Regions from separate parts of the Capra hircus genome. Here region 1 is linked to region 2. The links are chromatin contacts, called in public Hi-C maps. All regions are on one chromosome and are shown on one strand. Each heading gives the region's core, a stretch centred on a gene start, on an enhancer-like site or on the middle of the called end of the contact. The rest is flanking DNA. Distances are from core to core; before and after follow the strand shown.

Region 1 (4,987 bases), core at 2,112-4,611, 130 kb before region 2:
AGTAGCTCGCCCACTTTGCAGGCGACGGAAAGGCAAAGGAGGAACTTGAAGGGCGGTCCTGCTGTAAAATAAGAGCCAGGCCAGGGCGGAGGAGGTAGCGAAGGGCAAGCGCGGCAGTCACCCCCGACCCCGAGAGATCAGAAAAGGAAAAAGGGCCGGAGGTGGGGACCCCCACCCCACACCACACTGGTCTACATGTGAGGTTAGGATGTCAACACATTCTCTCTAAAGTACACAGAGCTGAATATTTGGGAAGCAAAGTTAGAAAATTAGTCCAGTTTTTTAAAAACGAAAGCTTCAGTTGTCCAGAAAAATAGCACTTATTACTCAGGGATTTCAAATAAAGTAGAGAAGTTTGTAGAAGAAGTCCTGCCTCTCAGGGCTGTGCTTTGTCCACGTGCTGATGACCCACGGGCAGACCTGGCCTGTACACGGGACGATGTGAGTGTACGGGGCCTCGGCACGTGATCACAGCGCGCGCAGGGTTACATGCGGCTGCCACGTCACTCTTTCTTGACGTAACAATGAAAACAATAACGAACTTCTTGGTGGCAAATAAAATAACGTGATGCTAAAAATGTAAACACGATGGAAGGAAAGCCATGGGATAAAGGACAACCGGTCATTAATTTCTAACATAAATTGCCTTTTCCATTAGCCTGTTTGAAAAATTATGATTAATTTCTCCCCCAACTTGTGATAATGTGCACTTCACCAGCAGGGGGAGCTCGTGCACTTGGCTTGCCAGTCCCATCTCGAGACACCATGAAGGATTTTTAACTATTTTCCAATTTGCTCAAACTTGCAAGTAATAAGACGAGATTAGTTTTCGCCTGACACAGTGAAGATCAACGGTCACCAGATTGGGTAAAGATTCATTCCCTCGACTCTGACGGCTGTTTTATGAAAATAGGGTCGAGGCATTTGTCTGCATTGTTATTTGCATTTGGATTTGATTAGAGACGAAGGGATGGAATTGTTCCCTCAGAAGAAAACGCTGCAGCTTGAAAAAAATGAACACCCACTGTGTCTGGGGTTTGTGCTCAGGGGAAAATAGAGTCCTAGAGCTTGATTTAGTTCTTGTCTGCAAGAAGAATGTAAAATCTTTCCTGAAGAATTGATTCTTTCAAATTGTGGTGCTGAAGAAGACTCTGGAGAGTCCCTTGGACATCAAGGAGACCAAACCAGTCAATTCTAAGAGAAATCAACCCTGAACACTCATTGGAAGGACTGATGCTGAAGCTGAAGCTGAAGCTGAAGCTCCAATATTTTGGCCACCTGATGCAAAGAGCTGACTCATTGGAAAGACCCTGATGCTGGGAAAGATTGAGGGCAGGAGGAGAAGGGGGTGACAGGATGAGATGGTTGGATGGCATCATCAACTCAGTGTATATGAGTTTGAACAAATTCCAGGAGACGATGAGGGACAGGGAAGCCTGGCGTGCTGCAGTCCATGGGGCCACAAAGAACTGGACACGACTGAGTGACTGAACAACCTGGATCCACCATTAGAATGCCAGTGGAGGAAATTTGAGTGAATCCTGGGTCTGGGACACGTCTCCCCACTGCATCCGCCCTGCTGAGCTCTGCACCCTAGATGCAGTCAGACCAGTCAGTCCTGAGGACAGTTGGACCCTAGAGCCTGGCTGCCTCCCCTCTCTCTGCCCAGGCTTCAGTTTGCTGGCCACTAGGTGGGTGCCAAGGAGGGGCCAGGAGAGCAGTGATGAACACCAGGCAGGCAGGCATCTGAGGACTGCCCAGATGCAGACTCACGGCTTGCAGACGCCACACAGGAGAGACGAGCCTCTAGAGGACCTGCGCTCTACCTGGTACTTTGGAGGGCAAGGCTCTGACCTGTGGTGTGTTTCAAGGGGAGCGCATTTCTGGCCCTCACAGAGCGCCGGCTCCCTCCTGGCTCAGGCGGTAGCGAGAGGCACTCCGGCTCCTGCGCTTGCCCTCTGTGTCGTGCGCTGTGGTGGGGAACTCGGTCCTTCAGTCACAGCGTGTGTTGGGTGACGAGTGTTGGTAACATCTGCTCCATCTTTTCTGCATTGTAGGAAGGGATGTGAGCTCTTTGTGGAGCTGCTGTTTGGAAACTGCTGCCCTTTTTAAAACTTGAAATTGAGCATTTTCATGGAGGTCACCAGCGTAGGTACCCTCATGCCAGGGTGCCTCACCCACCATCTGCGGGTCTGTTGTGATGAGTACCTCCGAGGTGCTCTGGGTCCGGCCCATCAACAAGCCCCTAACCCTGTGGTGGGGACCTTGAGGTGCCCGAGGCCCACATCCTGCACTCAGGGACAGGTCGAGGCGCCGTGCCAGAAGGACGCAGCCCAGCGCGGCCTCTCTGTGGATCGGCCTCCGCCGTGTCCAGATGGTCGTCCCGAGTCTGAAAGCAGGACCGTTTTCTTTCTGGCACTTTCTTAGTCAAGTCGATCCTGGGAGTCAGGCAATGCGTGCAGCCCTCTGTGTCCCCGGGGCTGATACAGGGGAGGAGCAAGGAAAGCGGCTCCTCCGTGTTTTATGGGGTGGACGTGCGGTTGTTTTCACCTCATTTTACAAATGTGGACATAGCTACTTAAAGGGGTCCTGTGAAGGGGTGAAAAGCATCCAACGAAGCAGCTGTGCAACACGCACACCCCTTGGTGTGTCAGTTTACAGGCTGAACGTGGTAGAAGTCCGCTTGCACCCACAGAGCGGCATTAGGGATACGCTCCTTCAGTAGATGGTTCCATCAGTGGTCTAGAGAGTGAAGGAATTTGCCTTTTGCTTTTTTCAAACTGCAATTTGCATTTTGATTTTTCCAAAATAAAAACCCTTTGGCTTTTTGGAAGCCCAGATCCAGCGGCGTGTCTCTTTCACCTGCTTGGAACCGCACGCTCCAACAGTGTGGGTGTCTTCCTGAACTGCCGACGATAAGGCAGAACAACAGAGTGAGACTTGGGATCAGTAAGAGAGCTGCTTCTTGGGAAAGTGTTAAGAAAACCAAAAATGCTTCTTCCACATTGTCGTCTTTATATTTGAGAACCAGGAAATGTAGTCATGATGGAACGGCTTTTCTTTTCCTGCTCTTTTCCTCTTGCCTCACACTTCTTTGGATGGTTTACGAAACTCCCCCAGAAATCTCATTTTGGTGACTACAGAGAGTCGAGGACTCAAGGAAGTCCTCCTCAAGGATTTTCCGAAAGAGCAGCATTGTGAACGTCTTGTGCTGAAAGACTCCAATCCGCGGTAGTCCCGTCTCTCGGCCCGTCTTTGGAAGGCAGGGTCGTGGCAGTTTCGTGCTCCTGTGGCATCTGGCTCTGAGTTAGCTGCCGGTAAAATATGATCTCCTAGAGCATGTGAGCTGAAGGTCACAGGCCTGCAGGAGAGATAACACATCTGCTGGAAACTGTCGACCGCAATGCGCCCCCTTTCAGAGCTGGCCCCAATGACCATGGCGGCTTTTTGCTCCAACACCCTGACCCCGCGACGCTCCGGCTGTTCCCAGAAACCGCGGGACAACGAGGCCGATCTTGTTTATGTAAGTTCTTCAGAGGAAGCGATTGCTCCACTTCTGATCAACCAGCCCCCTGGTATGCCTCAGGGGAGGGCGTCAGATGCTTTCTGGCAAGGTTGCTGCATTTCGATTGTGCAATCTGGGGAGAGAATTCTTGTTGGTCTGAATGATCCTTGCAGTCTGCCCTTGCGTTTTCACCCTCAGCAAGTTTAAGAATGTGTTTGCTCCTGAATCCTCGGCTCGGCGGAGTTTACTTAAAGCAGTGGCCTCTCTCTCTTTTAGAGAGAGCCGTGCTGTGTCAGCAGTGGGCTTTTCTCAGTTACAGGAGCAGCACAGGCAGTGCTCTCGTTTAGGTGGAGATTTTAGGTGGCCTACTGCCTGTTCTCATGACACGTTTCACCTTGGCCGGAGGGTGGTCTGTGTTTGTGGGGAGCTGTCTCATACTCTGCCCAGAGGGACTGTCGCTTGGGCCGAGATAGGCGGGCCTGGCCTCCAAGCTGGAGAGTTTCTACTTTCAGCGAGTTGTGAAGCTGAAGGCAGTGGGGAGTGGGGGGAGGGAGGGCACATCGGCCTATTTCCCCCTGCGATGTTTCACCTGAAACGGGGGAATCAAAGCGCCCAGCCTCTTCTGGACCAAGTCTTTGCCTCCATCGATGTCCATGCAAGGACTGGATCAGAGGCCTCCGGGCAGGGACGGAATGAAATCTCCAGGCTGTGGGTGTGAGGCCACCCTGGAGGGAAGTCGGTGTCACATGTACAGCCGACGTGTCCGCTGGTTCTGTGAACACGCAGTGGCTGCCTGGCTTCTGATGCGGGCTTAGCCTCAGGTGGAGGCCTTCAAGGCTGGCCTCAGCTCTCACCCCGGGGAGTGGACCGGCAGGGGGAGGAGGCGGCCGTGCGGGGGTCCCGGCTGGAGCTGGGCGCTGCCGTCAGGCCCACGAGCATGCTGCCCACGGTCGTGTTTCCTACCCGTGGCGCATCGCCTGATACGGAGCCTCCAGGAGGGTCCCTCTGCCGTGACCGGGCCACCCTCACTGTCCCGGGAGCCAGACCTCATTCCTGTCTCGGGCAGCGCTGGGGAGCTCACGGCCAGACGCCCGGGCTCACGGTCTCCAGAGGAGCGGCTCAGCGCTGCCTCTCAAACAGGGCGGCGGGCTGGTGCTGAGAGCGACGCTCCTGAACGTGGGCATGCAAGCTTCCCTGTCTCCTGTCCGCAGGAGGCAGGGCTGGAAGTTGGCGTTAACTGCTCCGACTTTTTTCTTTGCTCCCATTTTGGAAGAACTCAGTGTGTCTATAGTATGCACATGACTTCCCAGCATAAACATCCTGCTAACGCCTTGGGAGCTGCGTAAACCAAACAGTCTCCCAGGGCACCTCTCCTTGGCTTAGAACTCAGTCGTCTCCTTATGCAGAATGGCAGCGGGCGGTGTGAGGGATGCAGAGTCTGGAAGGCTTATTTTGGGAGGAAAAGCCAAGTTGCAACGGGCT
Region 2 (5,132 bases), core at 45-2,544:
CTTCTCCGTCCTTGATTATGGCGTTAGTGGGCACTGGGGCTCTATTGCTGGCCTGAGGGGGTGATTGCAGGGCACAGCTAAGAAGCACGCACAAACTCCATCCATTTCAGTCTCCAGCACACATGTGGGGGGTTCTGAGCACTGGTGTTCATTTTCCGTGCTTGTACCCTGTCTCACAATCTAAGGAGTAGAAAATGGCTGTGATGATTAATTTTAAATGTCAAGGTGGCTGAGCCAAGGCATGGATGCCCAGACATCTGGTTAGGCATTATCTCTGTGAGTGTGTGTGAGAGAGATGGTGTATCTGGAGAGCTTAGCATCTGAAATAGTGGACTGGGCACAGCAGGTGGCCTTCCCCGGCATAGCTGGGCCTCACCGGGTCACTGAAAGCCCACCTTAGGCAAAAGGTCAGAGGAGGGGGAACCTGCTCGGCCCACCTGGCTGAGCTGGGGTGCTGGTCTCCTCCTGCCCTTGGATCTCCAATTCCAGGCAACAAACTCCGCCACCTGCTGTCCTGGGCCTCCAGCTCACATATCAGTGTGAGGCGATGCCTTAAAATAGGTCACTTCATAAACACACACACACACCTATTGGTTGTTTCTCTGAAAAACTCTAATACGATAGTTGAACATAAAAGGCTTTATCCTTGGGCTAGAGGACTCCTCTGAGGGTGGACTGTCCCTCCTGCTCAGAGAGGTCACTCTTCTTGGCCACATCTGCATCTTCAAGGCTCTGCTCTTCCTTCAAGATTCTGTATTAAAGCTAAGGAAGAGATCAATATCCTGGGTGGCATGGCCACCAGGAGAATCTCAAGGAAAGATAACTTGAACTTTTCCAATAGGAAATTACTTCAATACACGTCACCCCAGATCCACTCACCATCAGGCCAGGAGAATGCTGTGTATTGCAAATGAATTTTGCAAATGACATTTCAAAGATATCAAATTTAACTTAATTTAAGCACATTCTGTTGTGATTTTCTACATATGGCTTGTGGATAAAAATTCAGTTACGGCAGCTAGACAAATGAGAGTTTTTCTGGATGCAGCCAGCAGTCTTTTTCTTCCTGGCTTCCTGAGGGAGAAATACCAAAGAGTGTTGCTTGATCTTTTAGGAAGCAGAGGCCAATATATGCAATCATTTGGAGGGTCTGAAATAATTTTCCTGTCCCTGTGAATTTCTGTTGAACCGTGTCTTGAGCCAGGAAGCCGCCTTGGTAACAAACAGCCAATTTGGACGTTGCTGTGTCCCTAACTGCCCCATAGGTTAACTATGTTGCCATCAAGTGGTGACAAGAAGACATAGTTAATCCATCTGAATTTTTTAATTGAGTAGGATGCTGTTCGTTGGTGGCCCAGCAGGAGAGAATCCGCCTGCAATGCAGGAGATGCGAGAGACACAGGTTTAATCCTTGGGTCGGGAAGAGCCCCTCGAGGAGGAAATGGCAACCTGTTCAACTATTCTTACCTAAAAAATTCCATGGACAGAGGAGCCTGGTGGGCTACAGCCCATGGGGTCTCAGAGTCGGACAGTGAGTGACTGAGCATACAGCACAAGTTATCAAGAAACTCACGTTTTATTTAAATTTTGAGCTGGCTATGTTGCATCTCTCACACATCAAATAAACCAAACGAGAATAAATAGTCCCCGTGTCGAGCCCGTTGAGTCCGTATAGAAATCTGGCAAAAGCCGCATCTCCTCTGCTCGGTCTCGAAGCACGTTGGGTTGGGCCGTGTCTTCTCCCTAGGGGACTCTATTTCTTTGCTCCCGGGTGTTTGCTTGGCCCCAGCTCATTAATCCTCTGGCTGAGTGTTTTGCCCTGCTTGAGGGATATCTTCCTTGTTTGTCAGTATCTGTTTTAATCAGGTTGGTACATTTCGGGGGTGGGATGGGGGAGAGAAATCAGGAGGGAAGGTGCCCAGAACTCAGGTTTAATTTATGTCAAAGACAAGGAGGCTGTTCTGGTTTTTTTCCGTCTGCTTAAAACAGCAATCCTGTTTCCTCTTTTTTTTTTTTTTTTTTCTGAAGTCTTTATTGAATTTGTTACAATATCGCTTGTTTCATGATTTGGGCCCTGAGGCATGGGGGGTCTTAGCTCCCTGACCAGGGATCGAACCCACACCCCCTGCTTCGCTGCTGTTAAGTCACTTTAGTAGTGTCCGACTCTTTGCGACCCCAGAGACGGCAGCCCACCAGGCTCCCCCGTCCCTGGGATTCTCCAGGCAAGAACACTGGAGTGGGGTACCATTGCTTTCTCCAATGGATGAAAGTGGAAAGTGAAAGTGAAGTCACTCAGTCGTGCCCGACCCTCATCGACCCCATGGACTGCAGCCCACCAGGCCCCTCCGTCCATGGATTTTCCAGGCGAGAGCCCTGGAGTTGGGGGCCATTGCCTTCTCCAATGGATGAAAGTGGAAAGTGAAAGTGAAGTCACTCAGTCGTGCCCGACCCTCATCGACCCCATGGACTGCAGCCCACCAGGCCCCTCCGTCCATGGGTTCTCCAGGCGAGAGCACTGGAGTGGGCTGCCGTTGTAGGGGGAGTCTTAACCCCGGGACCGCTGAGGAAGTCCCATGTTCTCTCCTTTCTTGACCTACGCTTGACCTGCCTTCCAGAGATTCAGCGACCTGCCTTCAGCTGTGGATCACAGACGTGTGGACATGGGCAGGGCAGGGCAGGGCGAGCGAGGAGGGGAGCGCTGACACAGACGCACGGCCGTGTGTGGAGCAGACAGCTGCTGGGAAGCTGCTGCATGACACACGGAGCTCAGCTCGGTGCTCTGCGCAGACCTAGAGCGCGGGACCGGGGGAGGGAGGGAGGCTCAGGAGGGAACAGATGCATGTGTACTTACGGCCGATTCGCGCTGTTGTCCAGCAGAAGCTAACACAACTTCGTAAAGCAATTACACTCCAATAATAAAACCGTAAAAAATGATCTGCCTTCAAGCTATTTTCAAGTTTTCCCTTCAAACTAACTGGAAAATTAGCATTATTAAGACAGGAGAAAATCAGACTGAGTTTTTAAATACTTAAAAAGGAGTTTCTCTTCTCTATTTAAATATTACAGTGTGTTAGTCATTCAGTTGTGTCCAACTCTTTGTGACCCCCTGGACTATATAGCCCGCCAGGCTCCTCTGTCCATGGATTTCTCTAGGCAAGGGTACTGGAGTAGGTTGCCATTCCCTTCTCGAGGGGATCTTCCTGACCCAGGGGTCGAACCCACATCTCCTGCATTGGCAGGCAGATTCTTTACCATCTGAGCCACCAGGGAAGCCCATTTAAATATTAAAGTGTCAAAAATAATCATAGTCATTGGAGAGCAAAGACCAGAAGCTTAAAGATGAGAATGAACATTTTTGCCTCCGCTTGTCCCCTCCAGCCATTCTGTGTATGTTTCAAACATCTCCAGTCATACACAAAGATACTTATGCAGAATTTCTTCTAACCTAAACCTTGTAAACCTTTGGAAGAATTTCTTCTTCTAAACCTCCTTTTTTAAAGCTAAGGCATCATATTATGTGCTCTTTTCTGCAATTGGCTTCTTACCATATTTCTTGGAAAACTTGGCAAGCTCTTATCATTCTACTTCTAGACATACTTGCTGTAGATCAGTGGGCCATAAATGTAACGGTTTATTTCTGGACTCTTAATTCTATTCCGTTGATCTGTCTATTCTCATGCCATTATCATTCAGTATATGTTGGAGATATTCACATATTGGAACGGTAAAGAACTTAATTCTCTTCTGTTGCTGGATCGCATGGCCTGCAGTTTCCTGAGTGAGTATGATTCTAAATTGGCCCATTGTTCTCACTGACAGTACATTGTCCACACTCCTTTTGCTGGAATGATTATACGTGCACCTTTTATACTGTGTGTGCGTCCATACGCCCCCAACAGTGTAAGTAGAATGACTTATCTGAATTAACAGAGGGATGTGGTTTTCTCGAGAGCTGGTGTGGGCCTGTATGCCACCGTGTGAATTCGTCTCCATTGAGCAGATGGAAACAACTGTACTCTTTACTTCTCATAAAAGGAAAACATTTCTTCCTGGCCCCTGTGCAGCTTTCCCCGGGTGGGGCAGGCTGTGTGTGCGATGATCTGCCTGAATCCAAGTTACGCCTAATTTTTTCCCCGGCTTCTCTTCATGGACTGAAATAGGTCCTTTTCCAGTAACCTAATTTTGTTTCTTGTCCCATAAGTGAATGAATGAAGTCCCAGACAGATGGAAACTCCCAGGATTCTCCTCCAGGCTTTAGCGGTTCGCCTGTGAGGTGCTCCGTGGGGCTCACACCTCGCAGGTGGCCCTCCGTGTCACCCGCTTCCCTCCCATCCTGACATGCTGACCGCCTGACACAGTTTCCCTCCTCTAGTCTCCTAACCACCCTCCAATTTTGATGCTTTTCCCATCGCCAGCGTACGGATGAGGACACAAAGTCTTGGTAACGTTCCGAGTGTGTCAAGAAGGCAAACAAATGGGCAGATCCGGTTTGTGGGCTCCCAGGGGGCACACGTGGGCCAGCGCGCTCTGAGGCCGGGGCCCCGAGCTGCTCTACACCCTGCTGGCCTCGCCGGGGCCGTGGTCAGCCCGTGTCACCTGGCTCTGGGCCCATCCAGGGTGCTGTCTCATCTCCTCCTTCCATCACCCTGCACACTCACCTTCCCCGTCTGCCCCTTAAAGCACCATTTGTGACTACTCTGCAAGTTAAGTTAATTTCTCTTGAGAGGAATCTTGAAAACTCAGTTCATCTCGAATGCATCTGTAAATCTTGGGCCCCTTTAGGTGCTGTTGGTGCCTCATGCAGCGTGTGAATTCACTGCACCGGTGGGACGGTTTTCCTCCTTTCTGCTTCTGCTTATTACCTTCAGTTCATTAGCGTAAAATTCACCCGGGCAATGTGCTGGTAGGAAGCAAAGAAAGTAAATTCTAATTTTAGTTCCCTCTTAACTCCTGGTCGAATATTATAAACTTCTTAAAGGAGTTACAGAAACCTGAAAGAATATCCTTCTGATTGTAGGAATTGTGTGGTGTGTTTTAAAATATTTTTCTGATGGAGATCTTAAAAGGAACAGTATCACTCAAGTTGCTGTACAGAACAGGACCGTGAGCCAAGGCGTAAGACAGGATCTGGC

Evidence for each region. A called contact is a pair of places that touch in the nucleus more often than the background predicts.
Region 1: a Hi-C map of blood shows a contact between it and region 2, with 5 times the contacts expected there. The contact joins two enhancer-like sites. A contact is called at or near these places in 3 of 5 Hi-C or Micro-C datasets (blood and liver).

Annotation. Positions count from the first base shown.
Region 1 is chr24:2,322,890-2,327,876 of ARS1.2, reverse strand. All of the region lies in intron 4 of MBP (myelin basic protein), which reads right to left. Among named protein-coding and RNA genes, the nearest start is that of MBP, 88 kb to the right of the region's middle. Within about 2 kb of position 3,361, at least 2 of the 5 cell types and tissues checked have an H3K27ac peak or open chromatin away from gene starts, as enhancers often do.
Region 2 is chr24:2,189,568-2,194,699 of ARS1.2, reverse strand. No RefSeq gene overlaps it. Among named protein-coding and RNA genes, the nearest start is that of GALR1, 23 kb to the right of the region's middle. Within about 2 kb of position 1,294, at least 2 of the 5 cell types and tissues checked have an H3K27ac peak or open chromatin away from gene starts, as enhancers often do.